Regions from separate parts of the Mus musculus genome. Here region 1 is linked to region 2. A link is a contact called in public Hi-C data. All regions are on one chromosome and are shown on one strand. The core of a region is the stretch at or near the end of the contact, and the rest is flanking DNA. Distances in the headings are between cores, read along the strand shown. Region 1 has its middle 40 kb from the start of Gm11426. Region 2 has its middle 16 kb from the start of Gm24612.

What was found. A called contact is a pair of places that touch in the nucleus more often than the background predicts.
Region 1: a Hi-C map of the P5424 cell line shows a contact between it and region 2, with 2.2 times the contacts expected there. The contact joins two enhancer-like sites. A contact is called at or near these places in 4 of 15 datasets of contacts at CTCF or cohesin (embryonic stem cells, large pre-B cells, pro-B cells and 1 more), 48 of 484 Hi-C or Micro-C datasets (B cells, CD4 T cells, the P5424 cell line and 18 more) and 6 of 115 datasets of contacts at active chromatin or transcription factors (astrocytes, embryonic stem cells, epiblast stem cells and 1 more).

Annotation. Positions count from the first base shown.
Region 1 is chr11:82,670,411-82,676,686 of GRCm38.p6, forward strand. No RefSeq gene overlaps it. Among named protein-coding and RNA genes, the nearest start is that of Gm11426, 40 kb to the left of the region's middle. Within about 2 kb of position 2,596, at least 5 of the 459 cell types and tissues checked have an H3K27ac peak or open chromatin away from gene starts, as enhancers often do. A contact at or near this core is called in the P5424 cell line and pro-B cells, where this site is marked.
Region 2 is chr11:82,609,036-82,615,308 of GRCm38.p6, forward strand. No RefSeq gene overlaps it. Among named protein-coding and RNA genes, the nearest start is that of Gm24612, 16 kb to the left of the region's middle. Within about 2 kb of position 4,681, at least 4 of the 459 cell types and tissues checked have an H3K27ac peak or open chromatin away from gene starts, as enhancers often do. A contact at or near this core is called in the P5424 cell line and pro-B cells, where this site is marked.

The sequences.
Region 1 (6,276 bases), core at 1,346-3,845, 59 kb after region 2:
ATGCTTGTCTCAGACAATATTGGCAACTGCGAGCCTCTGCTCCTGGAGTGCTTTTCCCAGTAGATGATCATAGATGTACTGAAGAGAGGAACAGCCCCCTCCTTTTTTTCATGTGTGTGTATAGGTTCTATGTTTGTATCCATGAGTGTCTATCTGTGTGGGCATGCCTGTGTGGGTACATGGTTGCATGTGTATGCATGTAGGAGCAGAGGCCCAGAATTGACATTAAATGTCTTTCTGGAAGGCTCTTCCACCCAATTTATTGAGGCATGCTCTCTCACTGAATCTGAAACTGACTGATTGCAGCTACTCTAGCCAGCTTACCCCTGGGATCCCTGTCTGAGCATCCTGAATGCTGAGATTACAGGTAGCCGCAGCTACTCAGCTTTTATGCAGGTTCTGGGACCTAAACACTCCCCAGCCTCCAGCATGAGCATCTTACAACACTGGGTTCCTGATGTAGAGGGGGTGGGTCACACCTGCCTCAGTGTCACAAGAACGAAGCCTAAGGATACATGTAAAAACATCCAGCGTGGGGTGGGCATGTGTGGGGAGCCTCTTGCTCACAGCCTGACTTTAGGGGCTCTTAGGCTCAGTCCCTGCCTCTCTGGGGTCTTAAACACTAAGATCTAGACATAAATAGGCTCACCTCAGCTAATTTCTCTCCCATAAAGACATCCTCAAGCTGGTGTGTTCTTCCTCCTTATGCAGCTGCATCGGGGAGTCACTCCAAGGCAGAGAGCACCGCAGCCATGTTATATTTGGCAGCCTCTGCCTTCATCTCCCTCAGCCTGGGCACTCGCTATCGTCACGCACTCCCTCCAGCTGACCATTGGCACAGGCACCGCAAGCCAGATGTTCAAGTTTTGTTAAGGGCAGCTTACAAAAAGCCTTTAAAGCGAAAATTCTTGGCTGTGTAAGGGTTGTCTCTCTTCTGTCTTCATACGAGAAGAGATTTTTTTTAATAGAAGAAAGGCAGGAGAGACTTAAGCACTCTATAAAGCTGGTGGACCACCAGGCCCTGACTGTCCTGCCATCTTCAAAGAAAGAGAAGGGGGATCTTGGGTGGGAGCCACTTTGCCCCAGCCCCTGCTTCATGCCCGCTGCTCCAGAAGTGACTGCGGGGAGGCGGGGGAGCTGAGCAGTTGACAATCATCTGACAAATGTCATGAGCAGGGTTTAGAGATGCTTGCTTCAGCCGGTATTGACAACTGCAATCCTCTGGTCTTGCCGTGCTTTTCCCAGTAGACTGCACCATGGAGGCACCGTGAGAAGAACAGTGCCCACACCCACCTCTGTAGACCAGGGCATCTGGAATGACCACCGGAGGCCAGATGGATGCCCCAAGAAAGGTGACATTGAAATGAGCACCTGTATAGACAAGGCCACCTGAAGGTTGTCACAGGCACCACACCCCAGTACTCCCAAGAGCCACTGTATTGAGATTGACTCCCATGAACCTGATGTCCTGATGTAGCAGGAAGCACAGGCTCTGCCTGACCCAAACCACAGACAGAAGGAGTTATCAACTCAAAGAGGATCAAGGCTTTTTAATAAGAGGTAAGCAGTTCCTAACAAGCTGTCCACCCACAGACATCAGCTTTGGGGTGGGCAGGGGAAGAGCAAAAATGGGAAGGAAATCAACTCTTAGAAGAACAGTGTAGTGAGACCATTTCATGTTTATTAGACTTTGCTCCTTAGAGCAGATGTCACACAAAGTAGCTGAAATTATAGAAAAACCATTTAAGTGGCTGGAAGAATCAGAAAATGAAAGCGAGCGCTGGAGAAGAGTAAGAGAAAGGAAACCCTGATCTCTGTATACCAAGTCCACCCAGCCCGTGCCCCGTCCTTCAGATGCCTGCACAGGGGAGCTTCAGTCAACCAGCTTAGACTACAAAACTGAACGGACTCTTCCACTGCTGCCTCCCAGAGGGGAAATGGCTTGAAGATTTAGTTCAGCAAATTAAAAATTTGCTGTAGTTCAGCAGGCAGAGAACTTGCCTGGGAAGTATAGAGGCCTGGGTTCCACCTAGGAAGCCAAGGAAAGAGAACTGTGAGTTCAAGGTTATCCTCAGCTACATAGCAAGTTCAAGTCCAGCTTGGGATACATAAGAACGTATCTTAAATAATACAAGTCAACATACATCAGAGGAATATAACAGAACCCAAAGTCCCTTCCGCATGGCATTCACAATACAGTCTACAATTGCTAGTTGTATGAAGTAATGGGAAGATGCAGCCTTAAAAAAGAGGTCACCAAGCCGGGCGTGGTGGCACACGCCTTTGATCCCATCACTTGGGAGGCAGAGGCAGGCGGATTTCTGAGTTGGAGGCCAGGCTGGTCTATAAAGTGAGTTCCAGGACAGCCAGAGCTATACAGGGAAACCTGGTCTTGAAAAACCAAAAAAAAAAAAAAAAAAGAAAGAAAGAAAGAAAGAAAGAAAGAAAGAAAGAAAGAAAGAAAGAAAGAAAGAAAGAAAGAAAAGAGGCCACCAAGGCCACCAGTGGTGAGGTGACATAGTAGCTTCAATGCTCACAAAACTGGGTGTGAAATAAGAAGCCATCTGGTGGGAAACGTCCTCTGAGCACAGGAAACCCCAGTCCTGCCCCAGCTCCACCACTGGCAGATGTGCTACCCGGGAAGTTTAGTGCCTTTATTTTTCAGAGTCTGGGTTTTCTCTTCTGCCATCCTGAGAGACTGACGCAGCTTGCCCTCTTATGGTTACTGTGAAGCTAAATGAAGTAACAACCTGAAAGTGTCTAAATAATGATTCCCCAAGTCCCCATCCAGATCTCAGGAGTCTTTGACCTCCTCTGTATTCCATTCCCCTTAGCTTTCTAAGATGTTTTTGGAGTAGGGCATGGTGGTGCACTCCTTTAATACAAGCACTTGAGGCAGAAGCAAGTGGATATCTGAGTTTGAGGCCAGCCTGGTCTACAGAGTGAGTTCCAGGACAGACAGGACTATACAGAGAAACCCAGTCTCATAAGAAATGTTTTTCATCCAATAACCTGAGGTCTGGGGAAAGTTTCAAACAACATTCTCCCTGAGCCCAGCCAGCTGTGTCCAGCAGTGAGTGTGTTTACATCCAGCCACAGTTTCAGCAGGACTCTAGGAGAGAAATAGAGGCCACACAGGCGACAAAACCACATTATCTCGTCTTCACACAGAGGAAAGTACCTGGCAGATACATCTATAGCAAAGGACAGATCTACAAAGGAAAGGAAAATGTAACAAATGTATTCATTTTCAGTTTTGCAGAGCATGGGAACCTTCTGGAATGAAGGCCAAAGACCCAGGGAAAACTGGGCATGCAGAAGTCTGATTAAGGACACAGGTATGATACCCTGGTTAGAGAGTGAAATGAATTTGTCAAGCATTGTTTTGATTTTTCTTGGCCTAGGGCTGGGCCCTTCTGGGATGGCAGAACTCTCAATGGCCATCCTTCTGGGTTGAAGGCAGGAGGGCACCAGTTATCTTCTTGCTCCTCTGAGCTCACCAGTTACCCCCACACAACGGACCAAGGCGCCACGTGAGGTGAGAGTATTATGGCTGGATGCCAACACCTACCTAGCTCAATACCTACTTGGCTCAATGGCTGGCTAACATAGTCTTGCTTCTTCCATGCCCTCACACTACAGGCTCCGCCCTCAGCTGGGAAATCAAGCTAAGATTGGCTGTAACTCCATCACCTCTGGCATCAGGCTCGAATACCCAGCATAGAGTGACAGGAGTTGACTCTCTTAAGAAAAGAAAAACTTGGGGACTGGGTGCACGTTTAATGCAGAGTCTCCTGACTCCCAGAGGAAGACACATAGAGGAGAACTCCATTGACCAGGTACAGTGGCACATGCCTATATAATCAGGGCCCTCGGGAGGCCACCAGCCCCAGAAAGCCATAGAAGAAAGAAAAACATTAACACCCCTTTAACACAGCGCAGCAGAAGACTCCAAAGACATAGTCATGCTTTTTGTTTCATTTCTACCAAGATTCTGTTTGTGATTCTATAAGGAAAGCTACAGGAGTGGAACGTTCGCCCCATTTTACAGATGAATAAACCAAGACCCTACAAGGGGACCTGACTTGTTCCACTGTCACTCTCTTCTGTGCTCATCTTTGGTCAGAGGAGCCAGGTGACTGGAGTCAGCCTTTGTTGATTAACATAAGAGTGAAGTCAGTCAGATTTCCTAATATGCCGGGCCCCTAAGCCTTTGCGACCTTTCTCTTGGATATGACCTCTGTGTTCCTCTTGGGGTTAGACTCCTGTGGAGGACCACCATCCACTGAGAAGGGGCAAGGCAAAACTTCTTGAGCAGATGAGGCTCTCTCTCTCTCTCTCTCTCTCTCTCTCTCTCTCACACACACACACACACACACACACACACACACACACACACACACACACGTACACATGAAGAAGGCCTCTGTCTACCTTCCAGCACTGTTCTGGAAGTCCAACCAGGCCTCTGGACCCTGGCCTTAGTGTCCTACAAGGCTAGAGCATATCCCCTTACCTCTGTCTGTACCTCAACCCTGTTGGTACCCAGCTAAAGCCCAGTCCCCAGGGGCCAAATTCAGATCTCTGAGATAACTCCTCCCTCCCTGAGGTCTGAAAGAGTTTTGCCCCTCATTTGGCCCCCACCTTCCCGAGGTATCCAGGACACAGTCTGGGTGCTAAGGAAAGGGGTCCCTATGCTTTGTCCAGCCCCACTCCCTTAGCTCCTCCCAGAGGTGCCCCAGCCCTGCAGACCAGCCCTCCAATCTTCCCCTGCCCCGGCACTTTCCTATGCTGCTATTCTGAGCTGCTCATAAATCACCGAGTTTGACTCATTTTTCTTCATAAATTCAGAGCTTCCAGACTCCTGTTTGATTTGTGTTCCTGAATTATCCATGAAATTTTCAGTGCTTTAGTGAACCACCAAGCTGAGGTCCCTTTGGTCCAAAGGAGAAGCTCTAGAGGCTGAGACGAATGACAGAAGGGCCACCAAAGTGGGGGAGACGTGCCAATCTCTGAAGAGAGGACAAAACTGGATGGAAATTTCTGGAAGGCCACTGACCAGGTCTGAGGGAACCATGGTAAGCTGCCACCAACGGGGTATCAGTCTGCTCCTAGGACACGAGCCCCCACATTTCTTCAAATCCAAGGACAAGAGGACTAGAAGGAAGGGTTAGGGACATAACAGGCAGTGGGTGACAGCAAACTGCCCAGCATGCACAAAGCCTGGGGTTCCATCCCCACACCCATGAACCCGGTGTGATGGCGAATACCTAGAATCCTAGCACTTGAGAAGTCAAGGCAGATGGATAAGGATGTTCAAAATCATCCTACAGAGGAGTGAGTTCCAGGCCAGCCTGGTATACATAAGACCTCATTTCTAAATAAACTCACAAACAAAAAACAAGCAAACAAACTGAAGTGAAATCTCAGGTTCAACCTTTTTTTTTTAATTGCAATAAAACATGTTTGAAGTAAAACATCTTTAGTGCACACAGTTCAGCGGTGTCAGAGGACATCGGTGACCTTGCTGTGCAGCCATTGTCCTGGTCAATCTGTGGAGCGTCATCTGGCCCTGCAGGCTAAATTCCCCAGTGCAGAAAGATGAGAGGAGTGTTCAGGGCTCACGGCACATCTGTAGCATTTAGAAATTTGTCCAGCCAGGAGTTGCCCAGACCCTTGTGGGGACATCCTAAGCCTATCATCCAGGAGAGAAGGTCACCTATCTGCCTGAAATGAAGAGCCCTCCCTCCTCCTAGCACCTGCTCATCACCTTCCAGTGTGACGTTGATAAACAGCCCCCAGCTGCATCTGAGCCAGTAAAAACAGTGGGGATGGATGGAGCCCCTGCAGCATCCATATAACCCAGCATCCCCAGCCGAAGAAGAAAGACTTCTGTGCACAGCTCCCTTGTTCCCTCTACCCACCTGTCACTGAGGCTCACAGTCCCTCACTAAGCCATAATCCCACCACCCCCCTTTTTATATCAAAAACATCAATCCAGAAAGAACCATCCAAAGATGTTCCTGCCTCTTGCCAACCACAGCCCTTCTTTTTCTGTCAAGTGGAAGAGTGGGGTGTAGTTCTGGAAAGTCCCAGGTGCCTAAGCTGGCAGAGGATAGATTCACTCCCGGGAGGGACCAGTGAAGAAAATACATCTCACCAGCAAACACGTACCCCTGCCCCGTGCACAGGGGAGTGTGGTTAACTGCTGTGAGAAGTCACTTTCTGACAATAAATACTCACCCCACATGCTGTGTGTGTGTGTGTGTGTGTGTG
Region 2 (6,273 bases), core at 3,431-5,930:
TTTCTCTCTCAGCCTCCTTGCTTCCTTCTCTCCCCTCCTTTCTCCCCCTCTCCCCCTCCCTCCCTCCCTCCCTCCCTCCTAATTGCTTCTTGTCTGCAGATCCTGTGAGGATTTATGTAATGCTGGGCAGCAGAGGCAGTAGCCAATCTGGAAGCTGCAGGCAGACTAAGAACCTAGCAGCCTTCAGGAAAATAGGCTGCAGGCCTCCTAGCCCCAGGGATAGCTTGGGCCTTCTCCACCCCTATCCCCTTACGTCCTCATCCTCTGTGTTAAGGGACCCCTAAATGCAGTGGAGAGGTCTGAGGCCCCTGGATGAAGCTTGGGGTTTAGCTTGGAACTAAGCAACATGATTGAGAGAAGGCACTAATCTTGAGATCCATTGGCCAGGCATGAGGCTCACTGGGATGAGACCTTGGACAGAGCATGCCTTGGGTGAGCCTGTGCCTCTACTTGGGAAAATGAGGCAATGTCTTTGCCTTCCTCTGGCCCTTGCCCCACTCGACCCATGAGATTCAGAGGGGGGGAGGCCAAGGTTCCTTAGGAAACCTTAGGGTGAGATCAAGGTTCCTTAGGAAAGTGGGGAAGAAACAGCTTCCTGTTCCAGGTTGCTCCTTGTAAGTTTTACCAGGGGATTCAGGGTTCCCTTTTGGGTTTTAGTCTCATCAATAAAAGAATTTAAAGATGGACTCAGAAGGAAACTCAAAGACAATTTAGTTTGGAAGAAAAGCAAGGGGTCAGGCAAACTGCAGACTTTGGCGCCTGCCAGAAGACGAAGAGATGGAAGAATGAAAAGAGAAAGCCATGCATGCTGAGTTTGGGTCCAAGAAAACCACCCATTGAGCCATGGAGGTCCAGCAAGCAGCTGCATGGCAGGAGGGTGAGGGAGCTTTAGAGGAAAAGCAAGGAAGCCCAGAGTGCCCAAAAGCATGCTTAGGAAAGGGGGTAGAAAGATGGGAAAAGGCAAGCTTTGCTTTGTGAGTCAGAACTTGGGAAACCAGGCAGGTTTATCAGTGCTGCATGGATGTTCCATAAACCGCTGGGGCTGGGGTGGGGGGTGGGGCTTCTGGGTGCTATAAGCATATTATCTCATTAAAGGGATAATTACTCCTCCCATCTCCTTAGAGAGTCTTCAGGCGAATCCACCGTCCTGAAGGGTGACTTCCAGGCTGGGTGAATGACAAGCCCAGCTGCTTTATCTTTTCTTTAGGAAGGAGCAGTAATATGTGACATTCTCTGCTTTGGAACAGGTGAGAATATCATGCCTCCAGCTATAGCCTGAGGTGGACTCCATTCTCCAGACCCAGGGGCCTAAAGAGGAGCAGCTGTGTGTTCCTTTCTAGGGGAACGGAAGGTGGGGTCCCTCATGAGGGAGGTGTCCATCCTCAATGGCCTCCAAGGCCACCAATCTCCATCTAGCTACTTAACTCGGGTACTGAGTCTAACTCAAACCCAGGGAGGTTAAATTCTGCCTGTCCGCCAGTCTTCCCACACTCTTGCTTGCTCTGCAGCCACAGAGCTTTCAAAGCAGGCCAGAGAAACATCCAAGGGCCAGAGAGGAGTGAGGCCATTTCTGCTGTGTACGTCCCTCCTGCAGCCAACCTCCACAGACCATGGGTTGGGCTCCGAATGCAAAAGAGAATGTAGAAAGCTCAGTAAGAGGGGAGTATACTTTCTCTTTTCAGCTACTTGGCAGATTAATATCTAAGAAGTAAAAAGACAGTAATCTCTATCCAGAACCTACAGACAAAGGTCTTGGATTTCAGCTAGATAGACTTGGAGCAAACCTAAGGACTTTTCACCTACTGGAGAAGTGGCATGGGTGTCAGGCTCACCCTTGGAAGTTACTTCAGGAAAGGGGGGCTGTGGGGATCCTTTGGCAGGGTGCCAAGTTGTGTGGCTACCGAGGCTTGGACTAAATGATCTGTCAGAGATGTTTACAACCAAGGGTGGGAAGTGTAGGTAAGCACACCTCCACACATGTTCAGAAACACACGTTTGAGTCTTAGAACCAAAGACACCTAGGTTTCCTCTAGTTCCGGAGCTTGCCTGCAACTAGGCTGACCAGCGCCTTTTGTCAAGGCTCTGACTGCATGACAGAGACGATGAGGGTAGACAGAGGTGAGGGAGACAGACTGCTGACAGGCGGGAAGTCGGGGCAGACACTGTTATCTCCCCATCTTCCTGTGTGGCAGTCTCTCAGCCCTCCGACTTTCAGGATGGCAAGCCAGGAAATTAACAAGGAGCTGAGACACCTCCAGACACCTGCTTACGAACTCAAGCCTGGGGCAAGAGGAGTACCCAGTGGCTTGAAAGGAATACTCAGACTATAGGAACTCCCTGAAGAGGACACCACAGGGATCCATGCAGGAGTGGTGTCTTTCCAGCCTTTTAAAGAAGCATTTGTCACAGATAACCAACCTGGGCTGCCCCAGATGCCCCAGATGTAGAGATACTATCAGCCTGGTCTGGAGAACCAGATAACCAACCATCTTGGTACCTGCACCCTCACCAGTCATGGCTCTGCAGGGGAGTAAGCCACATGCTGGTGATAGGTGCTCTGTCTGCCCACCTACTGGGTGCTCTGTTTGTTCAACTGAAGCCCCCAGAAAGCAGACAAGGGGAGGCACAGTGATGGCCCACTTCTCCTTAGAACCAGGAGTTATAACACAGAGGCCAGCCCAGGTTTTAGAGCCAGACTTACCAGTTCAAACATACAAGTTCTTCACATTGGTCTTGGCTTCCTAAATGAAGTGGTCATCAAGCAAGAAACACCAGTGATTCTGACAACACAGCCTGAGAAGCCAATGGCTTAGCAATGCGCAGAGTTCATGAGCTGTGGTGTTCCATGCAGCCCTTCAAGAACACAGGCTCTTCTGTTTGCACATCAAAGGGACTTGGACACTCGAGATGAGAATCCGGGACTCATCACTAGTGGCATGGGGTAAATGATGATCTGTGGAGGTGTCCTACCAAGCACAGTGACGTATTTAGCCAAATCCCTGATCTCTGCCCACCAGTAGCACTCCCACAAATCATGACAGTGGGTTATCTCTAGATACTGCCAAGGGTTCCCAGAGGGACAAAACCTTGGTGGAGACCTGTCATTCTAGTGCCTCTGCAACTGGCCAGCAGAGGGAGAAAGTGGAAGTTGGCAGCATCTCCTTTGTGGCCACCATTTTTCTGGCCTTGATCCAGGTTGTATGTCCACCCTGGGGATTCTGGGAAGTGTAGTCTACTGTGTAGTCAAAAGAGGCAGATGGTCTAGATGCAGCACCATTTCTCTGGGCTACTGGGTGACAAGAAGATGAGGGTCCTGGGTTCTCAGCAGGTACAACAGAAGTGTTTTTAGAGGGTTTGAGCTTCATGTCCCATACACTCAGGATACATATGTCACTGAATTCCCATGCAAGGACAAGGAAGTTAGAGGACAGGGAAGAAGTGTTCTTCCTGAAGCCAGAGAGCCAGGCTCCAGCACCCATGTTTCCACCCCAAGGTTGTACGCTGCAGGATGTCTGTGTCCTGCCCCAATTCCCTCACACTGCCACCTCATGCATCATAGACACAGCATCCACTAGTTGCTGAGATGTGACCACCTAGTGTCTGCCATGCAGCAAGAACATACAGGACTGTCTAGAGCCTGTGTCAGGAAGAAGGCCATTTTTGTCCCCTTTTGTGATTATGTAAGACTAGCATCATCATCAGCTCATGATGTCTCCAGCTCTAGGCTGGGGGACTTCAGTTCTCTGGGTCCTCAGACTCAGTGAAAGGAAGTACAATTGACAGATCTGGGACCTGGTAAGATGGCTCAGCACAGAAAGGTACTTGTACCCAAGCCTTATTACTGGAATTCAATGCCTGGGACCCACAGGATGGAAGGAAAGCATCAACTCCTACAACTTGTGCTCTGACCTCCATATGGGCACTGTGGTGCATACGCATGAACCTGCACACATGCACATAAAATATATACCTAAATAAATGTAATAAAACAATGGACAGACCTGCCTCCTCCTGGATGCCTGGAGTGGGGACAGGCACCATGTAGGTGGTCATGTTACTGCATGGGGCCGTGCTATGGCTTCTCCTCTGGTCCCCAGATACCACCTTCTCCCCTTTACAATGCTGTCACTCACCCTGTTTGAACCCTTCATAGCTTCTTGCTACCGTCATGACAAAATCCCAACCAGTCCTGCTGACAAGATTCCCCCCAGCTTGCTCTGGACAGCGCTCTTGGCTCTAAATGTTGCTGCAGCACCAGGGATACATGAACGCATCACTGTTTCAAGCCCTCTAGGACTTTGTCCAAGTTACTTCCTCTACCCAAATTGTGTGAAGAGATACCATAGCAAACTCTTTATCTATCCTCCAAAACCCTACTCATGTATCATCTTCCTGGAGGCTTTCTTTACCATCTCCTCTCCCCCAACACAAACTAAAATAATATTTCACTTACTTATACTTCACTAGTTATAAAATGTACCATTTAATTATTAGGTGTTGCTTTTCATAATATTTAGCATTTGTTAACTATACTAATACTATAGCCCAGGCATTTTTCTAAACATGTATCGTTTTTACTTCAAGTATCCAAACCCATAAGCTGGGTCTGTTAGTTGTTCCTACCTTAAACCTAGGCAGGTTTGCCACTGCCTCTACCACTAGAGGGCAGCAGAGGCGACACTCAGCAGCTAGGTTATAGAAGGAAGTCACTTCCTTCCTCCTACCCACCCATCCATCACAAACCGGCTCCCCGTGCACCCCCCCCCAGTCACCCCCCCCTCCCAATTCCTGTTCCCACCCCGTTCCCCTGCTCATTCTCTCGATACTTTCTCTTCAGACTCACCTATCACCAGTCAGAATGTGCCATTCAAAAAGGAGTCCCAGCCCGGGAGCTGCATGAGCTAGCGAATGAGGACCTTCCAGATGTTTCCAGCCACTTGTACCACCTTGAATATTGAAGCTCTCCATGGTGGAGTAGGAGCGAGCACCTCACAGCGCCCTTTCCCAATTCCCATCTCCTGCTGACAGACCCAACCAGAACCGAGGAAAGGGTGATGCTTGGACGCTTGCTACATACAGTACAGTAACAATTACACCAGGTCACAGCTGCCCCATCGCTTAGATGAGATGGCCGAGATGACAGCCTGAAGCAGTTGGTTCTCTGATTCCACCATGCGGGTCCTAGGGATCAAAGTCCAATTTGTCTGGAGTGGCAGCAAGCGCCTTTACCCGCTGAACCATCTCGTCTTCTAGCATCAGTTTATTTATTGCCCCCTCCCAACCCCAGTGGGCATATACTGTTTATTCCCATAAGGAAACCAGGTCACTAAAAGGTCAGGAGACTTGACCAAACCAGCCATGGTAGAACAGATCTGACCTTCATTTTCTGTCCCCACCTTGAGCGTTCAGCATAACATACGGCTATGACCACAGAGTGCTCAGCAAAGCACATGACCTAGGATTGTAAACCCCGATTGGTCAAGCCAAACGAGCAGCTGGGTATGTGGGCCCAGGGGTCCCAGAGGGAGGCTAAGCCCTTCCTCAAGCAGTGGGGAAGCCCCTCCCTTCACTGGAAGTTTAGCATGGGTCCTGAAGCCCGGCACCATGAGGTCCCTGGAGGTACTTGCCACCTCCAGTTTGGCTTGTCATTTCTGTCTTGTAGGAAGAAGAGACCCAGGTCTGATGGCAGTTATTTCATTGAGATGTCCGCGCTTTTCGCGCCCACCCTTTAAAGCTGACATAAAAGTATCCAAAGTGGGGAGGGCTTTTTACTTGGTGTCATAAAAGCCATTGGCAGACATTTTCCTGGAAGGAGAGAAACAGCCTAGAATTCCAGTGACTCACACAATCTGGGAGTGTCTCCGAAGCTGGTGTGGGCATCTGAGGGTTACCGATGGGCTATAGGAGGCTTTAGGCTCCTGGCGTGAGAAGACTGCAGCTGGGCCCGCACAAAGTGATACTTAATGCTTTTGAGTTCAAGAGTGAATTAGGAATGCTCACAGGCCTGGCTGCCCCCATGGCAGGAGAGACATTGGTTGGAGCATAATGTGGCCTAGATTAGAACTGGACCATGAGACACACTGAGTCATGCCAGTCTCAGTCTGAGCTTTTGCGATTCCTGTTTCTCTGTGAGAAGGGGCTTTAGCCTAAGCACAGATCCCCTCCCCCTTACCTGAAAGACATCCACTCCTCACACTTCCTCTCACAGCATTGACAAACACCTCAGGGTTTCCTCGAGGTAGACCAGTACTCTCTGGGCTCTGCAGGGAGCAC